Regions from separate parts of the Gossypium hirsutum genome. Here region 2 is linked to region 1. Evidence: chromatin contacts called from public Hi-C data. All regions are on one chromosome and are shown on one strand. Each heading gives the region's core, a stretch centred on a gene start, on an enhancer-like site or on the middle of the called end of the contact. The rest is flanking DNA. Distances are from core to core; before and after follow the strand shown.

The links. A called contact is a pair of places that touch in the nucleus more often than the background predicts.
Region 2: a Hi-C map of leaf shows a contact between it and region 1, with 1.7 times the contacts expected there. The contact joins the promoter of LOC107913285 here to the promoter of LOC107913280 in region 1. A contact is called at or near these places in 2 of 34 Hi-C or Micro-C datasets (hypocotyl and leaf).

The regions. Positions count from the first base shown.
Region 1 is chrD11:28,242,769-28,249,614 of Gossypium_hirsutum_v2.1, forward strand. It overlaps LOC107913280 (formin-like protein 6), which reads left to right and starts at 3,902. Exons shown (of 4, transcript XM_016841821.2): 1 at 3,902-5,677; 2 at 5,773-5,975; 3 at 6,257-6,498; 4 at 6,602-6,846. The coding sequence starts at 4,146.
Region 2 is chrD11:28,399,956-28,406,801 of Gossypium_hirsutum_v2.1, forward strand. It overlaps LOC107913285 (60S ribosomal protein L26-1), which reads right to left and starts at 2,606. Exons shown (of 1, transcript XM_016841827.2): 1 at 1,877-2,606. The coding sequence starts at 2,491. The coding sequence ends at 2,051. LOC107913284 (mitochondrial outer membrane protein porin 2) reads left to right here. Exons shown (of 6, transcript XM_016841826.2): 3 at 82-192; 4 at 273-359; 5 at 455-663; 6 at 760-1,348. The coding sequence ends at 1,066.

The sequences.
Region 1 (6,846 bases), core at 2,652-5,151:
AAAACCATATTTACTTGGTAGGCAGTCGACTATAGTCCCCCCGCACATGCATCGACTTAGGGCATACAAGCTAGTGCCTAATATAGAGGCCGAGCCCAAGCCCGAGCTCTAGCTACAGCCGGATCCCGAGCTCGAGCGATCGCATACACATTAGCCTAATAGTTCTTATCATCTAGAGTTGCGGGTCAATGACTATTTACCGAGCTCATCAGGACACGTATATCATTCTGGGTTTGATATCTTTAGGTCGTATCCACCGCAGTATAGCACTCCTCTCGGCCCGTATCCACTATAGTACTTCACTCCTCCTGGGTCGTATCCACCGTAATATGACACTCCTTCCGGCTCAAGTTCATCGACGGCGTTTAGGGCATATGATTTTTCTTCCATGTTTCGCACACCCCTACCTGCGACTAAAGAGGATGTTGAGCGCTGCAATCACCCACAACGTAAACATATACCCTCGCAGAAATATAACCCTAGGACCACACTATCAAACCATCAATTTTAGGGGTTTCTTACAATTTAAATATTACAAAATTTGTACTTTTTTATTCTAAAAAATATAAATAAAAAAAACAACCTTTGTATTTATTTAATTATATTAATTACAACATCAAAACTTGGAACAAACTTTGTGGTCATAAATTAGATTAATTGCAACATTACAACATTAAAACACTAAAACTTGTAACAAACTTTGTAATATAAATTTTATTATATAAATTAAATACATTACAACATTAAAAGTTGGAATAAATTTTGTAATATTAATTAGGTAGATTGGAGTACATAAGCTCAATTCCTACCCGATCGTGACGATTGTCTAACATGGTAGTTTCGCTGCAGGAATTTGCTCTGATTTTGATCAGCTAATCTGCATAATCCACAACACTTACCGTCGGATTTCTCCTTAATGTCCATTTCATTATGAATTTTGGATGATTGCGGGCGGCCTTTCGGATTCCTACGCAACCCTTTTGTCTGAGACAAGCTCAAAAGTCATCGGAGGCACCTCTGACGTAGATAGGTCAGGTAGGACGGGGAACTCATTCTCCCAGACATGCAACGTACGCTCGAGTGTGTATACATCATTTACAAATTGTTCAACATTGAGCGAGACTTTAGCACATGTTGCCATGACATTCGTACATGGACAATGAAGTGTTTAGAACCTCCTACAATCGCACCATCTGTTTCAGAGATCAACTCTATAGGACCTAGGTGGTATACCGAGTCGACGACTGATGGTCTCCGTAACTCGAAACGTTTCAAGACGTCGTGAATATACTTCTACATTCATCGACCTCACCATCTGATGATTTACAACCATTACATCCTTGACATCTTCGACAAACACGTGTCCCGCCTCTATCTGGTTAACTTGTTGCTAACCCATTCTTGGTATCAAGGTAGCCAACCTATAGAATTTAGTCGAGAAGGCAAATGAAATTGGAAGATATCGTGTTTTCAACAATTGCTGTAGCAGTTATCCATCCTTATAACTCATTATACGACGCATCGAAATCCCCGTACAATTGCTCCATTGTCATCTGTTTAGCTATCCATGCCTTTCGGTATGATACTCGATACTGGAATCGTGCCTGCATTTTGACAATCAGTACCGAAATTTTAATGGTCGGTATGTCCTTCACCATTGGCATGATACACGTGCAAATAGTTTTGGAATCAAGTTTTCGATGATCTTTTGTCATACGTGTTGATGTGCATGTGTGAGGCCCAACAAATTTTCGTTTCTCCCACATCTGCGAATTTTGAATAAATGTAGATCGTACCCGCCAATTACAACCTTCCACCGACTTCCAACACTCCCTAATATATATGTTGATTTAGACACTGTGACTTTGTAGTTCACTGATATATTCATGCTATACCGCTTAATAGCAAATACGCACTCTTCCTTACTTTTGAATCTCTAGCCTACGAACAACTCCTCAAAATCAGAATTTACGGCCAGCCGATGAGCAGGTAGTATTTCAGGGTACTCTAGGAACTCGGTTACGTGCGTTGCTTCGGGGTTTATGAGCAACATGTGTGGTTCAGGATTATTGTATATCACAATACGTCGAATCTGGTTCTCGAGTGAAAACGCGTTAATGTTTCCATTGTCATTCATGTCTTCGTAGTCAATATCATCGGGGACCTCGTCCACATTGGAATCACTATCACTATCGACCTCTTGATCACAAGGATCACTACTATCGTATCCATCATCACCAACCACATCAATATTGGCTGCAACATTAAGATCAATATCGATCCAGCGTATTATCGATTCACTAACAATGTATGATATTGGAGCCACCATGCACGGTTCTTGAGCTCCATGTTCTTCACCATATGCTAACTCAGGAAATAAGTGAATCAGTGCATTTTGGTCACTCCGATTACCACAATAAAGAGCGATTATTGTCTGCACGTCTTCATTGTATACAAGTTCCATTTCGGTGAATTTGATAGGATCTGTCGAAACTGGAAACTTGTAGAAATGTTTCGAGATCCTTCTCCTACAACGTCTAACAATTTTTGTGCTAATCATTTCCTTCATATCATTGAACGAGACATTTTTATTAAATCTCATTGCTATTTGTTGCCAACATTTAAATATACATCCAACAGTTGTTGTCAAGTTGATTCCATCGAAATAAACGCATACGAAAAATAGATTAACCATCTTCAATACTCAATCTGTTAAAAAATAAACAAAAATTCTCAAAACAATTTCGAACAACATAAAAATACTTACATAAAAAATTTAATGAATGAAAAGAGTTAATTTCTAACAATTTCAAATTTATTGTCATTTCTAACAATATCTATGACAAAAATATTTTCAGTATTTATCTATTCTTTTCTGTTGTTATCACTAACTAACAATTACTTTATAATAGTTAAACTTCCAAATATATTAAAAAATTTTACAACATAGCATTCTCAATAATCTAAACACAAAACTTACTAACAAATCACAATAAACAAAATAACTTTAAAACAAAACATGAAAATAACACTAAACAAACTATATAATACTAACAAAATAATTTTTTATTATCATAATATATTATATTTGAAAATAACAATAAAAATAATAATACATTTTTTTTCTCTTTTCTTTCTTTCTTCTCTTCTCCCTCTCTTGTTCTGCTATTTTTTTTTAAACTGATACGAGCCGGATGAGGGAATGGGGGGGAATATATTGGGTGTGCCGCCTATCAAATAGACACCACCAGTGCCGCCTATCAGATAGGCACAACCAATGCCGCCTATCAGATAGGGGTCGCTGGTGCCATCTATCAAATAGGAACCACGCCCCCTTCATATTTTTGTACCCGTATATACCAGAAAGGAAAAGTGGTGCCGCATATCCCTTTGACACCACTACTAAAATATTATTATTATTTTTTAATTGTATTGTGTCAGAATGAGGGTGATGCTGTCTATACACCATGCTCTACCCATCTAAATGTATTATTTTGGTACATAATTGTTGCAACATACCGTTTTGATATTTTTTTTATATTATTTAGGTAAAAAACCAGTAGAAAACTGAGACATTTAGGTGGGCATTTGTCCGGTTCGGCTCATGTTAACAATTTTTTCAGTCGACAGTTCATAGTTGAACCGTGATTTTTATCGATTCACAGTAAAGAGGGCAAAAAGAGATAATAAATTAATGAAATATGTGGGCATATATATCTGGGTCACGACAAAAGAAGAAACAATTCCATAAAATAATCGGACAGAAAAGGACATAAACGTGGTCCTTTAATTCCTACCATTTATAGGGGCATAATCGTCCATTTATCTGGAAAACAGCCCCCGATTACCACAGTTGATTTGCTATTCCTCTAAAATAGCAGGTGTCATTCCAATACAGTCCAAATAATTAATTAAAAAGAAAAGAAAAGATGCGGCTATAGACGATCTCATGTAGCATCCAAATCTAGCGGCAAAAAGAAGCTTCCCCCGCAGTCTAAAACAGCAGTAGTCATATTTTTAGTATAATTTTCCTCCTTTTAGTTTGCTGTGTTATGCATTTTTGGCTAAAGGGTCCAACAGTTAGGGAAACAAAGTCCTTTCTTTCCCCCCTTCAGAGATGAATCTTCGACCCTGAAATTTTCACAATGAGATTGAGATCTCATCCACATTTCACCTTCTTTTTCTTCTTGCTTTCATTGTTCTTGTCATCTTCTTCTTCTGTAATTCAAGATTTTATCATTTTTCATAGAAGAATTCTACACCAACCGTTGTTTTCGGTTGGTTCATCTCCGCCTCCAGGCGCTGACACTTTTTTACCGTCACCGTCTCCGCCGGCTCCAGATAGTCCTGTTTATCCAGACCCAAGTCAGCCATTCTTCCCTGAAGTTCCTTCAGGACCAGGGCAGACCGCAGATCAGAATCAACAGCCTACCGCACCATCTGCGCCTACTAATGGCTCGATGTCAATCCCAACTGCAACCCAACCTGCCAAACCAGCTAAAAAGGTTGCAATTGCCATCTCTGTTGGGATTGTCACTTTGGGAATGTTATCGGGGCTTGCTTTCTTTTTGTACCGTCACCGGGTCGCTAAACACCCTGGGGAAACGCGAAAGAGGCTTGTTGGAGGGAACTCCGATAGGTCGCAAGAAGACTCTAGGGTTCCACCCTCCAGCTTTCTTTACATTGGAACCGTGGAGCCCAGCAGGAGATCGGTGGGTGAAGTGAATGGTGGAGCTAATGGTTCGCCTTATGGTAAGTTGAATTCAGTGAGGAGGTCGGATCGATATAGGCCGAGCCCCGAATTGCAGCCATTGCCTCCATTGGCTAAACCTCTAGGACTTGAGAATTCACCGACGGCAATGCCATCTCCATCTTCGTCTTCTTCAGATGAAGAGTCTCAGGGGACGGCTTTTTATACCCCTCAGGGCTCAACGATCAGCAATGAAGAAAGCTATTATACTCCGGTTTCGCGTCGGGTTAATGGCAATTTGGTGACTCAGTCGAGGAATGAAATGAATGGGAAAACAAATTCTGTTCCTTGTTCTAAAAGAACTTCTCCCAAAACAAGGATTTTAGCTTCTTCGCCGGAAATGAAGCATGTTATTATACCTTCAATAAAGCAGCAACAGCAGCAGCCGCCTTCTCCACATCCTCCGTCGCCACCATCGCTACCCCTTCAACAGCCACAAGGTCTAGTACCGGAGCCGCATGAGACTCAGGAATTTACCCACGCAAAAAGGCCAAAATTCTCCTCCCCTCCTCCACCTCCAAATATGGCGCTACTTCGATCAATTAGCAACAATTCATCCCCACAAAGGACAAAAGTTCCTGTTCCACCTCCGCCACCGCCACCACCCCCTATGCCGCCACCAGCAGCCGTAAAACTGTCAATACCCAGGTCAGTAAGGAATTTGAAGACCAATGTGACTCCAAAACCTTCCCAACTGTTGAACAAGCATGAATCTCGGACCCCAAGTCCCAAAAACAGTGCAGTGAGTGGGGCTAGAAAGTCCATGGAAGAGGTGGTTGGTTACAAAGGTGTCAGTTCTTCAGAGAAGACAGACGGGGATGACATGGATAGTGCAAAACCCAAGTTGAAGCCTTTGCACTGGGACAAAGTACGAGCAACCTCGGAGAGAGCTACAGTGTGGGACCAGATAAAATCAAACTCATTTCAGTAAGTTATAAAACTTGTACATTTTATGAGTGTAGATTACGTTTCAAGTACAATCTGGGAAAACTTTCATTTATTTTTTGTTTGCTTGTTTACAGATTGAATGAGGACATGATGGAGACTCTATTTGGCTGCAATTCAACTACAGCAGCACCACCAAAAGAACCTATTAGAAGATCAGTTCTGCCTCCTGTTAAACAGGAAAACAGAGTTTTGGATCCAAAGAAGTCACAGAACATTGCCATACTGTTGAGAGCACTGAATGTAACAAGAGATGAAGTGTCAGAAGCTCTTTTGGATGGTATGTCATGACTATCATTCTTTTCTATTTTCTATCATTTGTTCTTAAAACACAGCAATTGGCCGCTTGTTCATGCTTAAAGCTATCATAGCTAAAGGATCATATAAGCCGTAAAGCATAACTCATAACTAATTACGATGCACATGTAGATATATTGATCAAGAAACATGATGAAAAGCTTCTTCGAGATGCTGATTATGGGCTTCAATTTGCCGATAATCTTCTACTTAAATATTGAACTTCACTTCACTTTCACATGTTATTTTGTTTTGCTTAAACAGGTAACCCGGAAAGCTTAGGTGCTGAGCTTTTCGAGACTTTGGTAAAGATGGCTCCCACAAAGGAGGAAGAAATAAAACTTCGAGAGTACAGCGGGGACGTATCGAAACTAGGCTCTGCAGAAAGATTTCTGAGGACAGTGCTTGATATCCCCTTTGCCTTCAAAAGAGTTGAAACCATGCTGTATAGAGCCAACTTTGATACTGAAGTACAATATTTGAGGAAGTCTTTTCAAACCCTCGAGGTATTATTAGTATTCATGAGATTCAATGCTTTCACCATAAAAATTCTGAAAAATTCTTTGTTAAAACCTCCTATGAGTTCATTTCTCTGTAATGTACTTGCAGGAAGCGAGTGACGAATTGAAGAACAGCAGGTTATTCCTCAAACTCCTTGAAGCTGTTCTTAGGACAGGAAACCGGATGAATGTTGGCACCAACCGTGGTGATGCTAAAGCTTTTAAGCTTGACACCCTTTTGAAACTTGTTGATATAAAGGGAACTGATGGGAAAACTACACTGCTACACTTTGTGGTTCAAGAGATCATTAGATCCGAAGGTGCTGGTACTAACTCTACCGATGGGAATCATGA
Region 2 (6,846 bases), core at 1,356-3,855, 160 kb after region 1:
CATTAGAGGATATCGAGATTCTCTTAAACCAAAACATTCCACTGGTATTTATTGGCTAATTTCCTTTTTCCTTCAATTCAGGCCATCACATCAACTTCTCTAAAGAAAGGAGGACTTTCTACTGGGGATGTTGCTGCACTATACAAGTACAAGAACACTCAATTTGATGTCAAAGTCGATACCGACTCTAATGTAGGTTCTTACGTCCTTGGTCTGTAAACTATTTGCCTAGTTCAGCCGAGAATCTCACAATTTTTACATTGTTTGGACAGATCTCGACGACGATGACATTCACTGATATTCTTCCCTCCACTAAGACTATTGCGTCATTCAAAGTGCCTGATTATAACGCTGGCAAGGTAGGAAGTTACCTCTTATAAGCAGAAATGTTTCTCAGGATAATGAGTTTTGATGTTTGAAAATTGGAAGTTTCTATCTGCTATCTATTTTGCAGCTGGAGGTTCAGTATTTTCATCACCATGCAACCTTCACAACAACTATTGCTCTGTACAAGACGCCAGTTGTTGATGCCACAGCAACAATTGGTACACCCTCTATTGCTTTTGGAGCAGAGGCAGGTTATGATCCTACCAAAGGCAATTTTACAAAGTACACTGCTGGTATTAGTGTGACAAAACCAGATTCATGCGCTTCCATAATTCTGTAAGCTTTTATAAACTAAACCATGAATCGAATAGAAAGTAAGCACTTTCTAATCTTTTGGCACTAATTCCTTCCTCTTTTTTTTTTTACATCCAGAGGAGACAAGGGAGACAGCATAAAAGCATCTTATGTGCATTATCTGGACAACCTGAAGAAGAGCGCTGCCGTGGGCGAGATCCGCAGAAAGTTTTCAACAAATGAGAACACGTTCACTGTTGGAGGGGCTTACGCTGTTGATCATCTCACACTGATTAAAGCTAAGCTCAACAATCATGGGAGGCTTGGAGCATTGCTGCAGCATGAAGTCATACCGAAGTCATTGTTGACAGTCTCTGGTGAGCTTGACACCAAGTCCTTGGACAAAAGTCCTCGCTTAGGATTGGCCTTTGCTCTGAAACCCTAATCAATTATTTGCAACCCAATGATGCTTTTACAGATTTGATTACGATTTTTTTTTTGTGGTGATTTAAAATGGGGGTGTCAATAAGTTGCTCCACAGACGATTAATATTCATTTCTAGGTTCGCATTTCCTGTGGATGGATGATTGATACTTTTGGCTTTCAATGATTCACATGTTGAAGTTTTGATCCGATTTGAGCCATTTTGACATTGGCACATTTATGCCTCCTTGTATTGAGTATTTCTTTGATTTGGTAAATGCTTTATAACTGCCTTGATTTGTTACCTTTGAGTGATCTACAAAAGCTTATTTGTTCCAGTTGCCTTCCAAGTTCCTCCATACACAGTCCCCTTAAGCTTACCGGCTACTGCCTCGACCAAAAGAAATGGTGGATTTCGAGTTTCAAGCTCGGCTTTTCTTCAAGTGGTATCATCCCAATCTCATGGACAAATGGATTATCAATGAACACCCAATCTAATGTCGTTTTGGATGCAAATGAACCATTTGAATCCCTATCCCAATGGAATGTCAATGCTTTTCAAGAGAAACAGCTCAACTCTGCATATCCATATCACAAGCCATTGAATGGATGGTAGGTAGTGATGTAGCATTTCAAAGAAACCACTCAATTTGGTGTAGTTTTTGAATAAAATGATTGATAAACAATACAAAAGCATAATGAAGACCAAAAATAGAATCTTTATTGCATTAGTTTCAGACAATGTTTAAACGTAGCAGATTCTTTGCACAGCCATTTCCATGTATTTAACATTATAAGTTCCATGCCTACGAATTTAATCATGCAACCAAAATAAAATGAAAACAAAAATTGCAATATATAATAGCATTATCAAAGTCTACAAAATCCCAGATTCCTCATCCAATAACATGAAGATAAATACTATGAAAAATGATGTCCAATAGTTGCAAACTCCGTAAATTGTAACATAACAAAGCATATCATAGCAATGAAAAACAAGACAACCTTAATCGACACTCTGCATGATATCCTCGGCAGAGAACTTAGTACCCTTATCCTTATCAGCAGCAGCCCGTCCCTTAGCCTTACGGTCCAACAACGACTTCCGGTCCTTGTCCAGCCTCAGCTTGGTAATGACAACCTTGGATGGGTTAATCCCAACGTTGACGGTCGAACCATTAACTTTCTCGCGGGTGATGCGCTCGATGTGGATTACCCATTTGCGACGGTAGACTTGAACAACTTTCCCTTCCCGGCCTTTGTAAGTCCCACGAACCAGTTGGACCTCGTCGTCCTTGCGCACCGGCATGGACCGGACGTTGTACTTGGACCTCAAATCGGATGAGAGTGGGGCGCTCATCAACACACGGCGGACCGACGAGGGTGCCGTGAAATGGGCCTTGCGGCTCTTGCGGCGAGAGGAGGAGACTCGTGGGTTGTACTTCATTTTTTGCTGTGGGGAAAGGGGCTTGAATCCTCTTCGACTCGGCGACGGCCAACCTAGAGTTTGAGAAGTAGGGTATTGAGAGAATATATGGTGGAAACTAGGGTAAATTTAGGATTTGTTGGGCTTTAGGACTATTTTTCTAGGCCTTTTTGTGGGTTGTGGCCTAACTTGGATTTGGATTTTCTTTTTCCCTCTCCTATCTGATTAAGATTTTTTAAACCTAATTTCGGTTTTGATATTTAATATATTTATGGTTTTTTTAAATTTTATTAATTCATTCAAAGCTATTAGATATTTATTTTTGAATATATTAAAAAAACTAATAATTTATTAGCTTAGGTTCCATTTGATAGATGTTGGAAATTTTAAGTATTAAAGTAAATTAATTTTTTGAATATATTACTTAAAATTAAACATCATATGTAATCTATCAACAAGTATTTTGTATAGTGATAATTGATAAGACATATTGCATTCTTAAATGGAGAACGTAAGTTTAAACTTTATAAACAATATTATTAGAGGAGACAATATTAAATCTCGAGCATAAATAATAGAACGAACGTAAAATATACAAAAATATAATAATATATAATTAAATATACATAAGAAATATTTGAAATAAAATATATTATCAAATAATACGCATTATAAATCTAAAAGAAATATTATATTGAGAGTAATTGATGGTTTATGTTTCAATGAAAGTTTTTTTTTTTGGGATAAATGAGAATGAAAAAGTAGACGTTAAGTAAACTTAAAGATTTTAAATGATAATATAGTCTTGAAATGGTAAAAGAATATATGTCTTATTTACTTATTATTTTTAATATTTTAAATTAAAAAATATTATGTAATTTTTATTATAGATGATTTAATATGACAAATGTATTGACCTTTGAGTTGAAATAAGTTTAAAACTAGCATTAATTTAAAGCTTAGATTTGTACAATCCTTTCCTCCCCTTTCCAAAACTAGCCAAAAAAAAAATCATCAGAAAATATGTGTTATTTTGTTAATATCTTTTTTATACTAGCTACAAAATGAGAAAATAAAGGTATACCAAATATAGGTATGTGGTTGACAAAGGTTCTAGTTAATTTTGGAGTTTCTCGAACTACTTCATAATTCAAAGTGGATATGATCAACTTTCTCGTGCCATAGTTTCAAGTTAGACACAACATCACTATCACACAAGATAGATTGAATCACCCTATAGTGATTATCAAAGGTGCGGGCTCATTCCATAATCTTCTCATCAGATGTGGTGGTGACAATACACTTGTCTTTTTTAAAGTTGACAAGCAGACCTTGGTCACACATTTGACTTATATTGACCAAGTTGGCTTTAAGATCATTCACCAACTATCGATTCTTCAATTGAGGCATCCCAAGGACATTTAAGGTTCCCTTTTCCAGTATATGAATTTTCTTCCCATCTCAAAATGTCACCTTTCCAGCAAGACAATTCACAAAGTTAGACAAGTATAATTGATACCGTCATATGTTGAAAGCAACCACTATCAAAATACCAAACTCCATTAATGGTAGAGTTTTGAGAACAATATAAAACCTGTATATATCTAGTCTCCTTTTTTACCCACATTCGTTTATACTTCTTCACAGCTGATGTGCCATCGGAGTGGGCTCTTCTTTAGGCACTGCACGTCTTCACCTTAGATCATATAGTATCTTGAAACACCGATGGTTGATATGTTTAAGGGCCCCACGGAAATAATAAACCACTTTTGTGACAACTGAATACCTTTTTGTTATTCTTGATCAGCACAAGCTTTGAACATTCACCAAAATCACCAAAACTCAAACCTTCATAAAGGCAGTAGGATTCTAAATCATAACCTTTCCTTCCTTGACATACCGTAGACCTCCCTTGCTTGGATTTCTCCTTCTTGCTGCAAGGATTTCTTCAAGTTTGTTACTATTGGTGATAAATTTCTTGAGCATGAGTTTAACTTTAGTAAGCTCATTTGTAAGAAGTAATTCTTTTATTTCAACATGTTTAACCAATTTAGGATTTTCATAATTCAAATGCTTATTTTCCTATAATAGTTGAGTATTGATGTTGTACACTTTCCTCCACTTGCCCAATATCTCATTGTAGGTTTTCAAGAATTTCTCATTAGAACTAATATCCGAATCTCTAGTTGAATCTTCTCCATCTTCTTTGACAACACTAGTAGCAAAAGCAACATAATTACTATGATGATCATCTTTCGAATTTAAGTTGCTAGATGAATCTTCATCACTCTAGGTTACACAAAGTGACATCTTTTTCATTTTAAGAGTGTTGGCACACTTAGATTGAATATGACCATACCCCTAACATTCATGGCATCGGACACCTTCCTCTTTATCTTTCTCATGTTCCTCTTTAATGGTAACTCCTTTTGATTTGTTTCTAGGGAAATTGATATGGATTCGTGAGGATGAACGTGGAAGTGGATTATAAAGTTTGTCTAAATCACAGATTTGACTTAGGGTTCTAGACATTCAAAAAGAAACTTGGATTCTACCATAACCTGAAACACAAACGAATCCAAGTCAGATAAAAATAAAGAGAACAATTAAAAATAAATAAATAGAATAATGAAATCAAAGATTAGAATAATAAAGAAGAAAATAAAGTCAATAGATGGAAAAAAATAGAACGTGATATGTAGAAGTCCTAAGAAGCCTTGGAAACATAAAGAATCCACAACCCCCTTCAAGTGGCTCTAGTTTCCCCCCAAGATAGAAACTTTGGCAATAAAAAGTTTGAAGATGATCCCCACAATATATAAAGATTGTTAAACTCTTCTAAAAGAAACTCAAGAACAATTCTTGAAAAGAAAAACTCAAAGAGAATTTGAATAACAATCAATTGTGCGAATTGTGTACAATGCAAAGGCCTATAAATAAACCTAAATAAAACTCTTATATTAGAACTCTAATTAACCTAAACAAGAAGTAGTTTTAAACTAAACTCTCTTGTTGGCATAAAACTCTTAAATAACTTAAACTAATTAATAATTATTAAAAATTAGGAATAATAAAATAATAAAATAATAAGAGCTAATAAATACAATATTGAGCTCATATATAATAAAAATTAAGCCCAAAACCCGAACCCAATACGATTTAAACTCGAATTAAAAGCCCAAAACTCGTAATTCTCATCATAATCCTGTTCAGAAATTTTACTCGTCCAATCTTCACTAAAATGGTCATAACTTGAGCTCCCAAACTCAAAAACGAGTGATTCAAAGTGTATTTTGAAGCTAAGAGATAGATCTTCGAATGTTATGAAGACATCTCAACTCAGAAATGCTAGGATGCCATCCAAAAGTCGTCGCAAGTCTGTTGATTTCCCAAGCTTGAAAATTGGCAGCTTTAGTGAATAGAATTTAATAAATTTCACTTGATCCGTATATGTATCAAAATTGGTACTGGCTTCAAAATTTTTAAACTTCTTTGCTTGCTTCTTGGAAGTCTTGTTAAAATTGCGTAAGTAAGGAAATTTGTTCTTAGATATCCTCAATTGCAATGTTTTGAGAAGTTGGCACTTCATCACCCACTTGGAGAGTAATGTTTCTCTCGTCTTTTGTCTTGCTGCGTTTTGCATTCTCAAAGTTCATTTAAAAGGTTTGCAAAAAGCCAATGAGTTCATCATTAGCTAGCTTTTTAAGATCCTTGGCCTTTTCAATAGTAATAACCTTGATGAAGAATCTCTTAGGAAGAGATCTCAACACCTTTTTGACCAATTTGGCATTGGAGTATTCCTCTACCTATGCAAACTTCTGGTTCGATAGATCACACAACTCTGCATAAAACTCTCCTATAGTTTCCAATTCTTGCATTCTCAGACTCTCAAATCTGGAGATTAAAATATGCATCTTTGACTATTTAACAATGGAAATACCTGTATAAGCAATCTCCAAAATATCCCAAGTAGATTTGGCAACAATATATTTAGAAAACTTTTTAAATTCTTTGCAAGTTCGCGAAGCCTAGCTTAGTGAGAATTATCCAAAATCTTTAACAATTACAACAAGTGAACCTAAATCTTTCACACCCTAGTGATAATTTTTTCAATTTTGTACCTTCGAAGATTAGAACTCTCACCACTAAATTCACCCTTATGAACTTAGCTTGTAAAACCACAACACAAAGGTTTTACAATCAAAATGCACTTTTACAAATAATGTTCCTTACTTGAACAAATTAAGTGCTCTCAATTTAATACATATTCCTATACAAGTCTTTTAATTATATAGAGTTATTTGAGACTTGCTATCATAATGAAGAGCTATACCAATCCTTATTAAACATCAGCTAAACTAGTTGAATACAATATA